Regions from separate parts of the Monodelphis domestica genome. Here region 2 is linked to region 1. Evidence: chromatin contacts called from public Hi-C data. All regions are on one chromosome and are shown on one strand. Each heading gives the region's core, a stretch centred on a gene start, on an enhancer-like site or on the middle of the called end of the contact. The rest is flanking DNA. Distances are from core to core; before and after follow the strand shown. Region 1 overlaps ABR (ABR activator of RhoGEF and GTPase). Region 2 holds the start of TIMM22 (translocase of inner mitochondrial membrane 22).

The links. A called contact is a pair of places that touch in the nucleus more often than the background predicts.
Region 2: a contact with region 1 is called in a Hi-C map of limb, with 2.8 times the contacts expected there. The contact joins the promoter of TIMM22 here to the enhancer-like site in region 1. A contact is called at or near these places in 2 of 2 Hi-C or Micro-C datasets (limb and spleen and liver).

Annotation. Positions count from the first base shown.
Region 1 is chr2:509,553,665-509,557,897 of mMonDom1.pri, forward strand. The region is part of intron 16 of ABR (ABR activator of RhoGEF and GTPase); the gene reads left to right. Among named protein-coding and RNA genes, the nearest start is that of TIMM22, 74 kb to the right of the region's middle. Within about 2 kb of position 1,322, at least 1 of the 2 cell types and tissues checked has open chromatin away from gene starts, as enhancers often do. A contact at or near this core is called in limb, where this site is marked.
Region 2 is chr2:509,627,439-509,631,716 of mMonDom1.pri, forward strand. TIMM22 (translocase of inner mitochondrial membrane 22) reads right to left here and starts at 1,882. Exons shown (of 4, transcript XM_001364461.4): 1 at 1,373-1,882. The coding sequence starts at 1,610.

The DNA.
Region 1 (4,233 bases), core at 72-2,571:
GAGACAGACAGACAGACAGACAGAAAGAGAGGAAGGGGAAAGATTAAGAGAGGGGGGAGGGAAAGAGAGAGACAGAGACAGACAGACAGAGAGGGAGAGAGAGAGACAGAAAGAGAGGAAGGGAGAAAGATTAAAAGAGAGACAGAGACAGACAGACAGACAGACAGACAGAAAGAGAGGAAGGGGAAAGATTAAGAGAGGGGAGAGAGAGACAGAGACAGACAGAGAGGGGGAGAGAGAGACAGAAAGAGAGGAAGGGAGAAAGATTGAGAGGGAGAGGCAGAGACAGAGAGAAACAGACAGACAGACAGAAAGAAAGGAAGGGGAAAAGATTAAGAGAAAGACAGGAGGAAGGGAAAAGAGAGGGTTCAGAGAGACAGAGTGCTCTGAATCAGTTCTTGGAACCTGTTCCTTTGTGTGGGTAATGGGACTTTGGTGGCGATCCCATCTCCAGTCCCAGACAGCTCCTGGGGTGTCCAGACTAGGCTGGTGGGAGGGTCTGAATTTTCCGATGGCGCCCACAGTGTCCCCATCTGTCTTCCCCCTCCTCATTTATTGCATAGTTGTGTGGCCCCAGGAGATTTCCTGACTCCAGCATGGGGCCTGGTAGATCACTACATGTCTCCATAGTAAAGAGGTGGGTGACTGTCATCCATTCTCTCTGCTGGGTTTTTTTTTTTTAATTTTGGGGGGTGGCTGATGTGCTAGAAGATTGAGAGACACAAGGAGGGTGTTCTGGAATGGCATCAGTGGCACCAATTAACATAGGAAATTTGGAGTCCCCCCTCGTGGCCCCCCAATCCCCATTTTCTGAATATTGTTCTAGAAACTCGATCGCAGGGAGGTGGCCAGGGGCCACCTGAGTTTCCACCCCTGTCTCTTCTGTCCCTCCCACTCCCCAGCCTCCCAGGCCCCCTGGGGAAATAAGCCATAAATCATTATGTGTCTGCAGCAGATGCAGATGGGGGGAAGGGGGAGAGGGGATCTCTGTTGTGTTTGGCAGAGAGCAGAGCACAGACTAGTAGGGAAAATGTTTTTATATTTAAACTTTCAAAAATGTTAACTGCCTGGGAGTTGATATTAAAAGAAATCGACGGCTCCGGATTGCCAGCTGACCCTGCGCCTTCAAGTGGGCAGTTTGAATCCCTCTGGGTTTCTTTTGAAGTCCTCAAGCCCCTCCCAGCCACCCCAAAAGCCTGGGTTACGGCTCTTTGCCGCAGAATGCTGTTGGTAAAATTCCTAAAATGGTCCTAGGTGGGATCTGGGAGCGTGGAAATGCCTCGTGCGTTTTAGCTCACCCTGCAGTCCCTCGGAGTGCCGTTGTTTGCCTCCCTCGGCCAGGCACAAAGGCACACAGTAGAAACCCTGGAGAGTCTGTAGAATGCACCGTTCCCACATCGCCCACCTCTTCGGTTTGGAAGAGGATTGGCTCAGGCCCTGGACCTCATTCGAGCGTCTCTTCGCCCGAGATGAGAGAAGGGTCTGCACCGCCGTAACGCCAGAATCCTTCAGCATCTCCCATGTTTTCTACCCTGGTGGGCAAGGCAAGAAGGGCCTCCTGCTCCTACTGGCCTTACCGCTCTGGGTGGCCTCCCAGGGGGAGCCTACGGAACCCAGAGAGAGCCTGAAAGAAAGAACACTGGCCCTGAGGCAGACGAAGGACCGATGTTCGAATCTTGCCCCTGTCCTTTGCTACCTAGGTGACTGGACAACATGATTAAGTAGATAGATTGCTAGCCTTGGAGTCCGGAAGACCCAGGTTCAAATCCTGTCTCCATGACTAGATGTATGTCTTTGGGTATCTCCCAGGCCTCAGTTTCTTCATCTGTAAAGACAAGGGGTTAGATTAGATGACCTTTCAGATCCTGATCTATTTTTCTAGAATCCTACCTTACTTTCCAGCCTGTGCCTCAGTTTCTTCTTCTGTAAAAGGAGAGAATTGGATTCTTAAGACCCTCCCCCCCCCTTCCAGCTCTCTAGCCAAGATGGGGCTATCATCCTATCGGGCTGCTCCTGGGCATTTGTCCCAGGGACATGTTAGGTGGCCTCTGATGATTGCATGTGCAGGATCCACTCATTCTCTGCTGTTTCCAATCTAGCCTTCCCACTGCTGCCAAAAGTAATTCTGTAGCACAGGTCAGACCAGGTCACCCCCTTACTCATAAGCCATTAATGGCTCCCTATGCCTCTAATATAAAATGGGAGTCCTTTAGCGTAGCACTTACAGCCCACAGTTTGGCTCCAAACTTCTAGAATACTATTTCCTCTTATGGCCCTTTCCATGTGGACTTTATTAATTAGACTAATTTAATTAATTAGTTGTTCCTCTAAGCCCCCCCCCCCCCAATAATGCATCCAACAGACCTTCCTTTTCCCTGAAATGCACCTTCTCCTCATTTCTGCCTTGCAGCATCCGTCTCTTTCTTCATGGCTCAGCCAAGATGCCACCAGCCTAACCTGATCCTCCCTGGTCAAAATTGTTCTCTGCCCCCTCTGATATTCCTGGGTCTCTGCCTGGATTGCTTCTGTCTGGCATCGTGCGGTGTATCTCCCCCAGTAGAAAGGACAGCTTTGGGTTTTGCCTCTGTTTCCTCCACCCCTGACAGAATACCTTGTATGGGTGCCTTATTGCATTGTGGAATGAATGCATGAGTGCCTTCGTGAATGAATGAACAAATGCATGCAGAGGTTCAATGACTCCCCTTGGATCACTGAGCCAGATTTGAACTCTCCACTGAGCCACCTGGCTATCTAATCAGTGATAGAGGCGTCTAAAATAGACATTATGCAACTGACCACTGAGGGAGGCAGGAATTGGCGGCAAGGGGGATGCACAGAGTGGGTGAGAGGCTTATCTCCATTCTTGAGGAGACTGAGAAAGGAGCTAGGAATTAATCTGGCTCCTATTGACAGAGAGACGGGGGATGAGATGCAGAACGAGGCTGATGTCTTCAGACCTGGCTGATGCATCCTTTGGCTGTTCGTAGCCACGCCTATCCCATTTGGTCATTTATTGGGGATTTTCTTGGCAGAGGTACTGGAGTGGTTTGCCATTTTCTTCTTCGGTTCATTTTATAGATGAGGAAACTGAGCAAACAGTGACTGGCCTAGGATCATACAGCGAGGAAGTAGATGTCTGAGGCTGGATTTGAATTTAGGAAGAGGAATCTTCCTGATTCCAAGCCTAGTGCTGGCTGCCCCCCAGATTGGGGTAGAAAAAGTTCAGTCTAGGCTTCCTCAGCAGAAGGGCTTTGGGCAGCTTAGCAATGAGGAAGAATAATATTCCAGGCAAATCTACTGTGGGTGGGATGAGGGAAGGCTTCCCAAAGGAGGCAGGAGGGGAGCTGAGACTTCAGGACAGGTTGGATTTGGAGAGACAAGAAAGCATTCTGCTGAGGCACGTGGTGCCAACTTTCCTTGGTCCCCCTGGAATCCTGGAATGACTCTGCCTTTGGAGGGGAGGCTCCTGGGGAATGGGGAGCTAGGAGCTCATTAAGCATCTGAAGGAACAAAAGAAAGAAGGGTGTTAAGGTTGAATAAATACAAAACAGAAGACCAGTTACCATGTGATGGGCAGAGGAATGAGCCTTGAATGCCAAGCTGAGAAGTTTGGACTTTCTCCAGTAGGAGAGGAGGGCAGTAATGAGTCAGAGGAGCCAGATGGGTTCCATTGACAGCCACAGGTGGATCCCGTGAACATTGTGTTCTCTTTCCTGCCTTCATCCCTTTGGTTCCAGGTCTTCCTCTTCTAGAACAAGGACTCCTAACCATATGTGCTTCGGTGACAAAATGTGGTCATGCTTGGGTGCTCCCTTCTCAGAATCCTGTTTTTAAATACACACACACAAAAAACAGAGATTGCAAAGGAAAGCATTGAGATAAAAAAACAAAAAACAAAATGAGGAAATCTTTTGAAAAACAAGTTGGTAGATGTGAGGTGAGAGCAGGAAGCCCTGCTCTAGGGCTTCCTCCTTCTCAGTATCTAGGCTGACTGTCTCGCATCGCTGGGGTCCTTCCTGGGTCCTCCTCAGGAAGGAGTCGGGGCACAGTAGCCCGGAGGGCTGCTCAGTAGCCCCATGGCTGGAGGACTGGAAGGAACCAGGGATTTTTATCCTGGACAAGAGAAGGCTTGGTTGGGGTGAGAGAACGTGTCTTCAGGCATGGGGGACAGAAGGGATCCCACTTGCTTCCTTGGCCCCAGAGCGCAGAATGAGGAAGATTTTGGCATCCTGT
Region 2 (4,278 bases), core at 632-3,131, 74 kb after region 1:
TGTATTATTACTTTGTATTATGTATTTGTTTGTAGGTATACATGTTCTATATCACATCACCCACAAAAGCTCTTTGAGAGCAGGGCCTTTTTTTTTCTTGACGCCAATACGGTTTATAGAAAGGGTCTATCCAGTTGGCTCTGAATAAATGTGGATTGATTAAAAGATGGATCCAAAACTCCTTATTTAATAAATGAGGGAAATGAATCCCATCAGGGGGTGATGTGCCAAAGATACATCATCCAGGTAGAAAGCATTTATTAAGCATGTACTAACTACCAGCTGGGAGGGCCAGTGGATAGTGACAGGAAGACCTGAATTGAAATCCAGACACATTTTCTAGCAGGGTGACCTGGGCAAGTCACTTAACCCTGTTTGCTTCAGTTTTCTCATCTGTAAACCAAACTGGAGAAGGAAATGGCAAACCACTGCAGTATTTTTTTTAAATTCCTTACCTTCCACCTTAGAATCAATACTAACTATAGGTTCTGTCAACTTTGGAGACCCCAAGTTTGCCCCAGTTCCCTTGAGAATTCACCCAGGAAGTTTCAGACAGAGCCACTTCAGATCTTAGGGTACTTAATGGTCCTAGTTGGGTGAAACTAGAAGACCTAAATCAAAGGCTAAATACCCTTTTGTCCTGGTAGATTCTCCCTAGTATAAAAGACCTCTCTCAGGTCATCCAGCCCTGGGTTGGACTTTCCCTTTTGTATCCATTGTAAAGCATCAGCCTCTCCCTGATAATCCTGTCTTGGAGTTCTCATTTCCTTGTAGCCATGGTAATACCAATCCATCAGACTTCTCAGTCCTGATTTCCCCAAATGGTATATAAACTCCCCACATTCTATAGCTCTTTGGAGTACCATCTATCTAGCACGGTGATTCGCTCAGAGATACTGTTGCCAGAGTGCCAGAGTCTTTGGCTCTGCGTGGTTTGGGGCGCTTGACTTGTGTAGCAGCCAAATATTGAACACTATCTCTTTCCTGATTAAAGGCTTGGTTTTTCGGACTACTTTAGTAGTTCTGTGTTATTTTCAAGTTAACAGTTCCAAGGCGAAACAGTGAAAAGATAGGCAAACAGGATAAAATGACCTGCCTAGGGTTACACAGCTAGGAAGTGGCAGAGGTCACATTTGAACCCAGGTCCTCCAGGCCTGGTTCTCAATCCATTGAGCCACCTAGCTGCCTCTACTCCAGTATCTTGGCCAGGAAACACCAAATGGGTCCCCAAGGATCTGGAACGACTGAAAGAACTAAACCCAAACTACTAGGGGCCCGGAAGGCGCCCGGGGTTTAGGCCTGGAGATCACGACACCTTTTTTTCAAAAGAAGCCCCTGAGGCCACCCCACCGCACTCCCCAATCCCGCTCACCCCCAACGCAGGCCAGGGCAGCCTTGAAGGCGCAGCTCTCCATGGCCTTCTCGATCATCTTTTGCTCCTCGCTCTTGACCGGGCTCGGGATCCCGCCCAGGGCGCCAGGCTCCAGGAGCCTCGGCTGCCGCTTGTCCCCCACCAGGTGCTGCAGGAGCAAGCTGTACTGCAACGGAGCTTCGGCGGCCGCTTCGGCCGCCGAGCCGCGGGGGCTGGGTGCCGGGCTAGCTGCCGCCATGGCCGCCGCAGCCCCGGCTTCTCCAGACACACTTGCCGACCTACCAAACCTGCCTGCCTCCCCGTGGCGGCAGATTCTACATTAGTAGATTCTACACCAGTACTCCCTTTGAGCGTTCCGCAGCTGCAGATTCGACACGCCGCGCTAAGTCTTCTTCAGCTGGGCCTGCGATAGATGCGAATGAAGTCCACTCACTTACAGAGACGCTAAAGAACCATTAAATACTTGGAATATTTTTAAGATACACTTTCGTTGAACTCAAGACATTGCCGAACGGTATTAGCATTTGGAGATGTTGGGAGTTTGAACCACAGTCTTTATTTACATGCTGCCGCGCGGGGCGTGACGGGACCTATAGTCCAAGTCTGGGCGACAGGCCCTGGCAGCTGGGGACTACACTTCCCAGAGAGGCTCGCGCTGCACAGTGCTATACCGAGTCCTCTCTCGCCATCTAGAGGCTGTTAGAGCGCCTTGCAAGGCTCGCGCGGAGGGTCAAAGAGAAGCAGCCGACCCTGGAGCAGGGCAGGGGCTCAAGCTTGTAGCTCCTCCTTCCTGCCTCGCACTTCGGAGATCTTTCCCATGTGACTCCAGGCTGCCCGCAGAACAAACGTCTTCAGTGACTTTGAGGACAAAAGCTTAAAGACGGGAGTCTTCCCCCAGAGACCCCGGAGCAGGCTGGTGGTGGGGAGGAAGAAGAAGAGGAGGGAGAGAGTAGGAGGAGAGCTGTGATATACAAGGCTTTACAGTTAGCCAAGTGTGTTCCACCCGGAGATCTCACCAGACCCTTGGAAACCACCCCTCCAGGGCAGCTCTGCGCATATTTGCACCCATTTTGCAGCTGGTAACTTCAAGGCAAGGTCATGTGGTGTGAGGGATAGAGAGCTGACCTGGTGGAGCAGCTGTAGGTCCAACCTGAGAGGTTGGCTATTCTTAACCTGCCCATTTTACAGATGATGAAACAGGTTTAGGAGGGTCAGATCCTGCCTGTGACCCATTAGGTATGATGAGGACAGGTCTCTTACCCTTTTAGTGCCTCTGGAAGCTCCCAGGAGCCAAACCAGTTGGGGAGCCCAGAAGTCTCAAAACTGCCCCCCCCCCCCATTCCTGGGCGGCACTGCACAGGGAAAGGACCAACTTTTTACAGGGCAGACATATACATATACAAATACATCTATAGCATTAATTAGAGATATAATACCCACTCACATATGTATTAGTTACTGCCCTGCAAACTGGAAGAGAACCAAAATGGCAGTCAACTTAGAGTGTCTCCAGCTGTGGTTGATTAGACCAGTACAAGTTCGGGTCCTCCACAGGTCTGGCACAAATTGCCCCATGACCATTGGGCATGGAGATGTCTTTAAGTTTTGCATCTCACTTTTTTTTAACTCCAGAATTTCAGAGCACCTTCTTTGATGCAGGCATGCCATGCTCAGCAGTCTTTTACCAATGTCTCCCAAGTCTCCCAATAGATTCCAAAGGGGCAGCTGGGTAGCCTAGTAAATAGAACACCAGGTCCAAAGTAGAGAAATCCTGGGTTCAAATTTGGCCTCAGACACTTCTGAGCTGTGTGAACCTGGGCAAGTCACTTAACCCTGATTGTTTAACCCTTGCCATTCTTCTCTCTTCAAATTGATACTAAGACAGAAGGTAAGGGTTTAAAAAAAAATAGCTACTGAAATTCTTTAGAGAGACCTGGAGAATATCCTCTCTATGAGCACTTGCCTTGTGTGAGTTCTCCATAAAACTGTCTTTTAGGCAAACATACATTTGCTTTTGGACCACATGGCCATCCCATCAGAGAGTTGAATGCAGCTCAAAAAAGAACCTCAGGGTCCCGTCTCTTCTCTTGCCAGATAATCTTCAGAATCTTCCTGGGAAAATTCAGATGGAAGTGATTCCATTTTCTGGCATGGCACTGGTAGACTGTCCAAGTGTCACACCGGCTCTGTAGAGCTTCTGTTTGGTAGGCAGCCTAATACCTCTTCTCTCCCAGTTTCCTTTGGAGCCTCTCAAACACTGAATTCACTAGCTTGGGCAGTGCAAGCTTTGACATCGTTATCTATGAGGACATCCCTGGATAGTGTACTGCCAAGGTAAGTGCACTGATCCCCAGCATTCAATATTTCTCCTTTTGCTGTACCCAATGGTTCCACATATGGATGGCGGGGTGCTGGTGGAAAACTTCTGTTTTCGTGGGGTTGTTGGGCCAAAATGAGCACTAAGAGCAGAGAATCAATCCATGCTTGTTGCATTTCAGCCTCAGAGGCTGTATTGAGTACTCAGTCATCTTTGAACACCAGCTCTCTCGCCACTTTAGCTTTTTCTTTTTTTTAAACCCTTACCTTCCAGCTTAGAATCAATACTGTGTATATGCATACACACAGGTCTTTTGTTTCATATATACGCACATTTTCATATATGCATGTGTGAGTATATGTATATGTGTACATGTATGCACATGTGTGTATAGTATAGTGATGAAATTGGGAAGATATTGATAAGGTTTTGATAAGTTCAGGAATTTTGTAAAGTTGTCTTAGAGGCTGCAGAATGACTGAGGCAGAAAGAATTCTGGGCATGGTTTGGAATTGAAAGAGAGAGTTCTGAGTCAGTTGGACCCTGACTGCTGTGGGGAGTAAGCAGCTCTGCACTCTCTGACTATGGC